Regions from separate parts of the Anas platyrhynchos genome. Here all the other regions are linked to region 2. The links are chromatin contacts, called in public Hi-C maps. All regions are on one chromosome and are shown on one strand. The core of a region is the stretch at or near the end of the contact, and the rest is flanking DNA. Distances in the headings are between cores, read along the strand shown. Region 1 overlaps SH3PXD2B (SH3 and PX domains 2B). Region 2 has its middle 17 kb from the start of UBTD2. Region 3 overlaps SH3TC2 (SH3 domain and tetratricopeptide repeats 2).

Region 1 (3,613 bases), core at 123-2,622, 200 kb before region 2:
TCAGCAGACCCCGGGGCAGCACTGCACCCATGCCAGTGTCACCTCCAGACCTTGCTGCAGAGCTCACGGTGCCTTGCAAGCCTTCTGCCTCTCCTTTGAGCTATGTTGCTCACAATTCTGCAGGATAGGCTGCACTGACACCTTCCCAGCTGGCCACTTACTGCGTCGGATGTCAGCGTTGGGCAGGGGACGGCTGTCGAACCTCCCGTCCCTTTGGCCGGTGAGCCCGTCCTTCTCTCGGCTGGCCACGATCTGCTGCCGGGAAATGCCGTCCAGATCCAAGGCACAGGAGTGAGTGGAGGAGCCTGAGCCCAGCTTCTGCGAGAACATCTCTCCATTCCCCTTTTTGAGATAGGAGGCGGGGGCCCAGCCTTCTTGGCCCTGGTACCTGCAGCGACAACAACGGCAGCGTCACTGTGCCGAGCCTCAGTGCTGCCCCGAGCCCGTGCATGGGGCCACCAGGTGTCCCTGGGGCCGGGGCTCAGCACAAGCCTGGATTTGGGCAAAGTGAGCTCGCTCGGTGCCAGGCTCCATGCCAGGTGGCACCTGGAGAGCCGCAGCAATGACTGATGCTCCATGCAGGCTGCTGCAGCCAGCAGGCCGAGGGCTGGGAACGGCGAGGAGCCCGATTTCCTTTTCACCTCAGCGATGGCACCGGTTCAGGAATGAAACGCACTGGCAGGGGAAGTGAAGGGGAAAACCAGAGGGTTGCTGCTAGGATTGATGTACCTGTTCTCTGGATGAAGCTCAGCCTGGATCCCTTCCCTGCTCTAAATCTGTGCTGTTTAGGAGAGGAACCAGCGCTGTGATCTGATTGAAAAACCACATCCACGGAGTCTGCCTGCCATGCTCGAGGGTCTTGCGCCAGCGTCGGAGACGCTCCTGCTGGCTGGGCTGCAGCCACTGCACTCACATGGCACCGGATCCTGAGCTTGTAATTGCCTTTGGAGTTCTTGTGGCAGCTCTCCTCTGCTCAGAAAGTCAATGGACATTTTTCTGGGGCTTTGCTTCTGCCAATACCACAGGTTCAACGCAAGGTTAAGAAAACCGTGGCATATGCTCCCACCCTGCTCAAGTCCAGCCATTAGCTAACGCCACAGAGAAGCAAAAACGAGCTTCCAGGAGAAAACAAGTATCAGCTCAGGATGATCGGGAGCGTTTGGCCTCAGCACACCCTGTACACAGCAGAGCTGGCCCGGACAACGGCCCTGCTCCGCAGGAACCTCCTAACACAGCCAGAGCATCCAGCCTGCCTCCAGGACACTTGCTGCTTTTCCTATCAGCAGCACATGATGTAACATTAATGCTCCCGGACCCGCTGCTGGGGCATGTGATGCTGTGACGCAGTCCACCTCCCCAGCACAGGAAACTGAGGGATTTTCAAGATGTTTAACCACAGCTATGCTTGGCTGAAACCTTGAACTTCAGTAAGCCTTGGTATTTAGGGATGGAGAGAAATGAGTTCTGCTATTCTGCCCTCCTCATTGCTCTAGGCTTGCCCTTGGACTGTGCATCGGGGTCTCTGCTTTGCATAGCCTGCAGCGCCAGGGAAGGGCAAGAGGCAGGGACGGTACCTGATTTTCCACCAGCCCTCCAGGTTCTTCTGGATCACCTCCACCACAGCCCCTTTGTCCAGGTTCATTTCATCCTGGTCTCTTGCAGTGTATGGGTAAATAACTGTGTACTTCTCCTCTGTAGGAAAGAAAGTGGAGTTTTACTAAGATATTGTTTTACAGAAACCTGGAAATAGTGGCTAAGTGTTTTCTGTGAACAGTAATTCTTGTTGTAACATAGGTGCAAACACACAGAGATACACAACTGTTCAGAAAAAAAATGCCAGTGAAATGAATTCCAAAACAAACCCAGTTGCATTTTGAAATGTAAGCTTTGGTGAGCTTCCCCTATGACAGCCAAGGTGAGGAGGCACTGAATGCCCACTTCTTTTCCTTTCACCCTCTCACATCCAGCCAGCCTGTGGTCCCAGCTCTTGCTCTGGGATCCTGTGCTACTCGCTGACCACAAAGATACAGCATAGGAAGCTGCTTGACCCCAAAAAGAACCCAATCCCAGCTACCACCATGGTCTTTAATCACTTTCATACATCGCTCAAGCTTCCCCTCCCAGTTGCTTTTTGCCTTCATCCTCCTGAATAGCCACTGTTCCTGAAAATGCTCTCCTCCAGGGCTTGAAAACACATCCAAACTGGGTGCCCGGCCCTTTGTCCTTGCCTTCTTGGAAAAGCACAGCTCTCGAAAGACCTGATTCCCCTCCCGCTTCATGCAAATGAGTCAAAGCAGCAAACGTCCTGCCCCATCCAGCAAAACCAGGTCGGCTCTTCTGCTCTTGGTGCTGCCTGAGCCACCGACACCAGGACCTGGCTGAGAGCAGGGACTAAGGCAGCAGCTACAAGAAGTTCGCATAAATGTTTTTGGGGACAGCAGGGACTCCAGTCTCTGTACCCAAAACAAGCCTCAAAAAGTTAGAAGGAACAGCTGATAGCGAAAAGAGAGGTGGACGTGAGTGAGCTGATGGAAGGCTGAGGAGCACACATGGCACATACCGAGGAGGACACAAGCAGAGTCCCTCCCATGCAAAGCAAACAAACATGCACACAACAAGGCTGCAGGCACAAAACCAGGGCAGCTGAACACGTCTCTACAAAGTCCACCTTGACCCCATCCACTGGTGTACAAGTCCCCAAGGGTCCGACGGCGGCCAACGTGCCTGGGCAGGGACCAGTATCTCCACGGGACTGGGAAGAGCATGTTGGGGAAGCAGGAGAAGGACAAGAGAGGACGTAAGGAGGCAGCACTTCGGGTCTCAGAGGAAACAGGGTTGACAGCAGAGAGAGGCACAGAGCTGTACTCACCTGGAGCTCTCTGGGCGCCCTCCCTGGTTTGAACCCCCATCCCACCTCCATCTCCCCAGGAAAAGGGCTGAGCAAACTACAGCACTGCTCTGAGCATACAGCGGTCAGTGGAAAGGATGCGTGCTGCAGGGCTGGTTCACATTTACTGTACGCAAAGGTTGCAGCTTTGCTACTCTCATCATGTGGACTCACGCATGCTCTTGCTTTCTGCATGACATCAAAAGACACAGGAATTGTCCTAGGATCTGAGGTTTGCTCCTCCTCCTCCAGTACATGCAAACCACCTCCCTGGGAGCACAGGGGGCATCGTGATGGCAGGACTGGGTGTTCCCCAGAGGTGGCACCTTCAGCCCCTCTGGGGGAGCAGGAAGACCAGCAGCTGCACTGCCAGCATCCCGCTGCCACACTCCTGGTGCAGCACTGGAGCAGAGCGGGCAGACACAACTGTGGCACTTGTGGGTTTGTCCTCCCCAGAGCTTTTCCCCTCCTTAGGTCAGAAAGGGCTAAGCAATCCTGCAAGCCACTCAGCATAGCTCAGCACAAAGAAGCTGGGGCAGTTATCTCCAGGCACCTCTTACCTTCGTCAGGCTGCATGGAGAACTCATCCTGGACGCCATCCTGGGCCTCCAGACAGGTCGCTGGCACCCAGCCTTGCTCCTCTGATGTGCTCACAAACCACCAGCCTGGGAACAAAGCAGCAGGAGGATCAGCCAAGGACAACCACCAGCCAAAAATCACCTCCCT
Region 2 (3,626 bases), core at 1,059-3,558:
TGTCATGACATCCTCCATCTCCTTAGGTATGATTTTCCTATTATACTGTTTAAGCTGCGTTTCCTTTCCTGAACACCTTCCAGTTTCCATCCCACAAACTCCTCTTGCATTTCTCATCTCTTTCAGTTCATTATAAACTTCAGCACAAAAATGACAAATTTTGGCAAAAAGTGTTTCATTAGACTTTGGGGTGAATTCTTCAGAGAGATTGAAAACCGGACATTTTGGAATTTGCAGCCAGTCTTCAAGGCTGTCTGCAGCTTCTACCCTCATTGCGAAGGAAGGATGAGGATGTCCTGGCCTCTGATGGAGTGGGTTCCTTCTCTCAGTCCCTCAATCATGCTGTGTGGATCTGGTTAAACTCCGGAGCTGATAAACAGTCTGCTGAAAAATGTTTTTTCCACTTTGCCAGGCAGCTGAGAAAAGGCTCTCCTGACACTCCTGGTTCCACGCAGCACCGTGCTGAGCTGCTCCATCAATGCACTTAGTGGGCTTTGGGGAACAAAGCATAAATATTTCAGAAGGGATCTTTAATAGGTGTTTGTTTGCTCAAACATTGCTGAATCCTTCTTTGGTAGTTGCTATGGTAAAACACGCTGATTTAAACAGGAAAATGAGCACAGGCTGGAGAGGTTCATTTCTCGTGTATATATGTCAGCTCCTGAAACCCATCTCACCAGCCAAAGGAAGGCTCTGAGAAGGTGGAGAGGCAGCTCTGGGTGTGACACCAGCCAGGCAATCACGTCAGTGTTCACCTCCAGGAAAATACTGCTGGATTTCCCCACCACTAGTACCTTTATCCTGTAAGTTGCGCTCACTCCACTTTTAAAGCGAGGTTTGCTGAGTATCCTGAGGAGGGGTGCCATGTGTGCCATGTCCCTGCCATCTCCACCGCAGTGCACAGTGCCTCTGCTGCTGGACAAGGACCTCTCCAGCCAGAGCAGCAAGGCTGGGCATGAGCATGGCCATGGGGATGCTCCTTGCAGATAATGAAGACAACTCCAGCGTCTACCACTGTTAAAATCATAAAAAAAGCATATCGCTTTTTGGCCTGACAAATAGAGCTGAAGTGGAAGGGGAATTTTGTGGGGAGCATCTGGACAAAGGATTCTGCTATGTTTGCCACAGTATGAGCAAAACACCACCACCAATTTCCACCATTTCCCTGCTCGCAGAGTAGCAAAACAAGCACAAAGCTGTGGAGAAGTGCAACGTGCTATGGGTTTGCCAAGGCCAGCAGCATCCTCCCAGTCACTGCTGCAAGATAAACTTTGCCCTTCTGCCAATGTTGGTGCAGGCAGCCTAGGCAAAGCACCACCACAGATAATGGGAGGCACCGAATGTATTTCCCTCTTCTGGCCTATGGCTCTTCCTAAAACAAGCTGCTTTTGTTTCTGAATGTTCAGGAAGCTTTCCATCAGCCTTGGATGCCAAACAGCAGCATGGCAATGCTTAGCATGGAAAAGCTTTAAGGGACACTTCATAAAGCTCTTGTAAAGACAGAACACGTCTAATTCACATGGGCACAGTATGGTGCTGCCTTTCCTAAGTGTGTCTGAGAACAACAAAGGCATCAAAGCTCCTTGGTGTCTCTCTTTCTGTGGCAAGTGTACAGAGCACGGGAATTTGGGTTTCTTCCTCATAATATGTTATTTTTTGACATAAAGAAGAATCACTGTGAATCACTAAGGTTACGGTGATGAGGCATTCCCTTGTGGAGCACCTTTAGGAAGGCAGCTGGAGGCAGCACTAGAGAACTACTGCCAGGAAGTACAATACAAATAAAGAAAATATGCTACGGCAAAGAAACAAAAATAGAAAGGCTAACAGATAAGGCCCTGACAGGAAGCTAGATGAATTGTGCCACTTGAGCCGTGCTTGTTTAGACCTGTCCTTCTGTATTTATTCAGTGGATTCCAGCATCTCTTACTTGGAAGCTGCTCAGAAGTGCTGGCCAGTTCCTGTTCAACGAGAGCACACAACCTGCTGCGCCCACTGACAATGAAGAGCTTGGCAAAGAAGCGTGACCCGGACAGGAGAGGATGTGCCCTTTCTGCTGCTGTAGGGATGTTGATATGGGAACGGTAGCTCACCATACAGCATGTTCCTTCTTTTAAACCAGCTGGGAGTTCAGAGTGGGAAACAGGCCAAAGGAACTGCTCAGAGTGCCTCGTGCTGGAGCCAGCGTGGTCCCCTCGGCGATCAGAGGTTTGGTGCCTCTCTTCCTCATTCGTGTTGCTGCTCTGTGCCAAAGAAGAACAGGCTCTGGCACGTGCAGCCTCAGATGGGAGATGCCTGCTGAGATCTTCTGCTGAACCTCTGCGTGTGCTGCAGGAAACCCAGCCTGGTGCTCCTCCCTCCTCCGCCCTGCTGCCGTGCACTGCTTGTACTCACGGGATCCGTTTAGCAAGCTGCTGGCTAGTTTACAGGCAGATAAAAGGTCTTGTAACATCGGGTCCAAAGACTTTAACACCAGGAGCCAGGGCCTGCAGTGTCCTGGAGCTCCCACGAAGCAGTTGAACCAGCCAGTGCTCTCTGCAAGCACACACGGAGCTAGCACGTACACACCCACAGGCTGCCTTGCGAACGGGGTAATGCTTCTTGAGAAATTATCATTTTGGACATTTCATCTTCTCTCTCCGCTGTATGTTAAAGCCTTATTAGCAATAATGTGACATCCAGAAGATTCTAATAAAATCTCAAAAGTTTAGATCAATAGTTAATTAGCTGGGGACCTGTGGCAGACAGTGCAGTCAGATGGAGTTGTCAGAGCATAGCCGTCTCCTGTATTAAGCCTTGTCATCTCTGAGTCGCTGAAAATTTGAGGAGATGGCAATGTGAGCTTGCTGTACATAGAGGAATCCCATCCAGACACCTATACATAGCTAGAAGGGACTATTATTTCATCTCCGAAGGAGTTGAGATAGTGCATTTTTTACATCTCCTTCATCTCCTTTTATGTCTCCTGCATCTCCTTCTCCCACTAAATTTCAGCTTTGCAGAATGGCATCTCTGTGCTATAAAGCAAAGTATAAAAACTGTGTGGGGCTGCCTTGCGACTGCTAAGATTTGATCACATTATACTGTCAGATCTGAAAACAGGCAAACCCAGTGAACACCCCATAGAAAGATGTAATAATCTTTTTATTGAAGCTCTTTTCATAATACGCACAATATAAAGCATATTTTATATTTATCACAGCGATTTCTTTCTCTCTTTATGTGGGTTGCAAATTAACTCAGAAATAAACACTGCACAAATCAATAAATACTTCATCCCCTGGCCTCTGGGCTTATTTATTCACCAATAACTTACACTGCGTAGCCAAGGAAAAACAATTCTCTCTTCATTATTTTCTGGTTGAACAACTCTGAAGTAGCAAAAGTGGACACACTCTGCTATTTTCCTCTGCTGCAGTAGCCAGAATTTCTCCTGATCTGTTAGAGGCGGAGCTGGGCAAACAACAATTTGCAAGTTCCATGGAAAAGTGGTGCCAGGAACATAACAAAGTGATAAGTCCCTGGGGCATTCAACTAGCATGGGCTATTAGCGGTTGAGACAACTGAGAATTTTCTGGAGAAATAGCTTGTTTTGTTTTGTTTTGTTTTGTTTTGTTTTGTTTTGT
Region 3 (3,307 bases), core at 749-3,248, 150 kb after region 2:
CCTCGGGGCATTGGCCAAAAATGGGGTCAGGGTGCCAGCTCCATCTCTTTACGCAGGCTTGCATCAGAGCTGGTCATGCTGGTGCCCAGAGGATCACACCGGCGGAAGATCAGAGCCAGGGGATGGCCCCAGGCACGTACAAGCTCTGGCACCAAAGCAAGGAGGTTCCTCCAGCAGCACCCTTCGCCCTCTGAACGTGCTGGAAGGGAAGGTGCAGCTTTCTGTGGCCATGGGGAGGTGCATGCTGCCACACGTGGGGCCACTGGTGCTATTTCCAGCTCTGCTGGCCAGGGACTGGAGGCAGGAAAAGTGCCGGGACTGGGCACGGAGCAGGCAGTCACATGCAGCTCAGAAATGAGTCACAAGCCACAGCACGGCGACAACACCTGGGATACGAGGAGACCTGATCCATCCATTCCCTTTCCCCTATTTTTTCCTCTGCTCGGAGTGGCATTCGCACTGGTGAAGTGGGCTGGGCACTGGTGGCAGGGCCTGTAGGATAAATATCTCCTGTCTCGCTACCGTCCTTCTCTTCTGACCTCCTCGTTGGTAAAGCAATGCCACAGCTCTGCACCCTGTAGCACTTTGGGGTGCACACCTCCTGCGTGGTCTCTGTGCCTCCTACACACACAGGACAGCTCCATGGTGAGCCCAAGAGGCAGACAGCTCCCAGCCCCATGCCCAAGGAATGATGGATGGAAAGGTGGAAGGTGATAACCCCCAGCCAGGCTGCCCAGGGGCTTGTGCCATCACCCAGGGACCTCCTCTGGCACGAAGACCCCAAAAGACCTTATTTTCCTTGCCCGGAAAGAATGGGACAAGGAGAAATCTCCTCCCTAGCTGCAGGAATGCTGGGTCCTCACCCACCCTTGGGCACAGGCACAGGGGCTGGCACGCACCAAGTTTCACTTTATTTCCAAGTGTTATCATGATGTTTAATCAGCCCTGGCCACCCTGACCTCTCATCCTGATAGGAAAACAGCCCGGCTTTGTCAGAGAGGGCTGGTGGATGAGAGGGAAAAGGATGTTTTATGGGATGTTCTCAAGGAGTGAGCCTCCTCATTTTTATTTTTTTTCCCCCAGGCAGCACAAAGTCATTTGCTGTGATTTAGAAAACACATGTCTGGTTAAAAACTACGGGCCAGACCTACAGTCCTGCAGATCAGGATGTCTCAGCTGATTTAGACCAGCTGAAACTCTGACTCGCTGTGTTTAAACAAAGCCCATTTTTTTCTCACTGGTGCTAGGCGGAAAGGCCTCAGGTTTTGGCTCTGTTAGGGATATTTTAGGGAGAATGCTCTCTGCATGATTCATCCTCCACGGGGCTTCGCTTTGACAAGAACCACAAGAGCCACTGGCCACCCATGTGGGTCTGCAGGGATGCTGGGTCTGCACCCACCTGGGTGCTGGGCCTCATGGTGGCCCCAGGTGTCGTTTTGGGGCCTCCAAGGACAGAGTTGAGGATGGGATGTGCGCACAGAAGGGCTGGTGCAGCTGCACAGATCCTGGCCTCTGTTGGGAGGGCACACGGCACCTGAGCTGAGCACAGAGCGGGCTGCCCATAGGGCGAGCCAGAGGATTTTCCTGGACCGGTTCCCCCAAAAGCTCGCTGGATGTCAAACGGGACAGCGATTTGCCTCCTCCCAACACAGGGCTGAGGTTGCCCCGATGGCATCGCAGGAATGCTTGGTAAACAAGCATTAAACTATTCGCTGCCCTGGTGATGGATGGCTCACAGGGGACAGAAGGGGAAAACGAAGTGGGCACTTGCAGCGGGGGCGAGGAGACCCACGCTGCGCGTTTGGCACTTCCAAGGGGCGCAGCATGGAAGGGAGACGAAGGGACTTGCAGCAGGGTCTCCCCGTGGAGCCCCAGCTCGCTGGCACAGCCTTTCGAGCCCGGGGGAGCGCTCCCCCCTGGCTCAGCACCCGCAGCAGGGCTGGGGCCGAGCGGGACGAGGAGCGGCTCCGCCGCCCGCAACCGCGGGGCTCTGGTGCGCCCTGGCGGTGAGCGGGGCTGCAGCTCGGTGCCCAACAGGAGCCGGCTCCTGCGGAGCTGTGGGGTCACGGAGCATAGCACACAGCACAGAGAACAGGTAGGAATAAATAGAGTTGCTATTCGAGTTAAAACACGCTCGGGTCGGAGGTGTCCCATCGCCGGTTGAGCTGTCCGGTGGGGTCCGGGTGGGGATGGGTGACACCCTGTCCCCATCCCTGTCCATGTTCCTGTCCTCATCCCCATCCCGCACAGCCACACTCCTGGAGTGCTGCCTGCCTCTCTCCCCATTGCACTGTGCTCCAGCACCTGCTCCTGGGCCCCATCCTGCCTCGCTCTGCCAGCAGTGCCATGGCACACAGCGCCACTCCCAAGAAATGAGGGTCCCAGGTCCCTTGTCTGCTGGGGACATGGAGATAAATCGCTGTCAGGAGGCCGGACCCCTCCTGGGATGCTGCTTCTGGAGAGCACGTGGACCCGTACGAGGCAAGAAGCTGTCTGCAGGCACGTCCCCATGGCGATGGATGGGTCAGACGACGTGGCCGCCTTCGCTCAGCCACCGGGCCCGGTACGTGGCACAGCCCGGCGTGCCCACGGGCCCCAGCGTGACCCTGGGGATGTCAGCCAGCTTGGCGTGAATGCGGCCTTGTAGCTCCTGGTCTCCCAGCTCGGTCGCCGCAGCAAGGGCCAGAAGGAAGTAGGCTGCTGCATCCTGTTCGTCCTAAGCATAAAGAGCAGGGCAATTAGGAAGTAATGCAAGGCCACGGGGTGTGAGGGTGCTGGAGCAGAGCCCAGCGGTTCCAGGCAGAACCCAGTGACACCTGAATTCAGTGAAATGGGCTCTGTACAGTCACTAAGTGCTAGCACTTCTTTCCAAACTGCCTGTCCCATGTCAAAACCTGGCTGTGCCAGCACTGTGTGTGCTTATTGTAAAGCTGCAGCCAGGACAGAGAGCCACAGGATGCTGCTGTATATAACCATTGCTGCTTTGCCAGCAGATGGGATACTCCACCTCCAGCGCCCCATGAAGACCCAAGAACACAACACAGCATCATAGCAAGTGTCCTCCTACCTTCAGTTTGTGCAGCGTGAGGTTGCCAAGGTGGCAATACACCTTGGAGTAGTACAGGGCCTCTCCAGAGCACTGCAGCACAGGGGAGCGCAGGGCGAGAGTCTTCAGGTAGCAGTCTTCTGCCATCTCATACATCTGCAGAAAATAGTAGGCTGTAGCCAGGCGGTGGAATGCAATCAGCTCTTGCAATTGATCTCCTGGAAAAAAGTTGCTGATACAGTCAGACTGCAGGGCACTCAC

The links. A called contact is a pair of places that touch in the nucleus more often than the background predicts.
Region 1: a contact with region 2 is called in a Hi-C map of skeletal muscle, with 1.9 times the contacts expected there. The contact joins two enhancer-like sites. A contact is called at or near these places in 4 of 8 Hi-C or Micro-C datasets (liver, skeletal muscle and subcutaneous adipose tissue).
Region 3: a contact with region 2 is called in a Hi-C map of subcutaneous adipose tissue, with 1.8 times the contacts expected there. The contact joins two enhancer-like sites. A contact is called at or near these places in 3 of 8 Hi-C or Micro-C datasets (skeletal muscle and subcutaneous adipose tissue).

Annotation. Positions count from the first base shown.
Region 1 is chr14:11,089,424-11,093,036 of IASCAAS_PekinDuck_T2T, forward strand. SH3PXD2B (SH3 and PX domains 2B) reads right to left here. Exons shown (of 15, transcript XM_038186487.2): 9 at 3,448-3,552; 10 at 2,669-2,752; 11 at 1,575-1,692; 12 at 162-388. Among named protein-coding and RNA genes, the nearest start is that of SH3PXD2B, 65 kb to the right of the region's middle. Within about 2 kb of position 1,373, at least 1 of the 8 cell types and tissues checked has an H3K27ac peak or open chromatin away from gene starts, as enhancers often do.
Region 2 is chr14:11,292,778-11,296,403 of IASCAAS_PekinDuck_T2T, forward strand. No RefSeq gene overlaps it. Among named protein-coding and RNA genes, the nearest start is that of UBTD2, 17 kb to the left of the region's middle. Within about 2 kb of position 2,309, at least 1 of the 8 cell types and tissues checked has an H3K27ac peak or open chromatin away from gene starts, as enhancers often do. A contact at or near this core is called in subcutaneous adipose tissue, where this site is marked.
Region 3 is chr14:11,445,988-11,449,294 of IASCAAS_PekinDuck_T2T, forward strand. SH3TC2 (SH3 domain and tetratricopeptide repeats 2) reads right to left here. Exons shown (of 19, transcript XM_027468529.3): 18 at 3,068-3,264; 19 at 2,097-2,716. The coding sequence ends at 2,525. Among named protein-coding and RNA genes, the nearest start is that of SH3TC2, 18 kb to the right of the region's middle. Within about 2 kb of position 1,999, at least 1 of the 8 cell types and tissues checked has an H3K27ac peak or open chromatin away from gene starts, as enhancers often do. A contact at or near this core is called in subcutaneous adipose tissue, where this site is marked.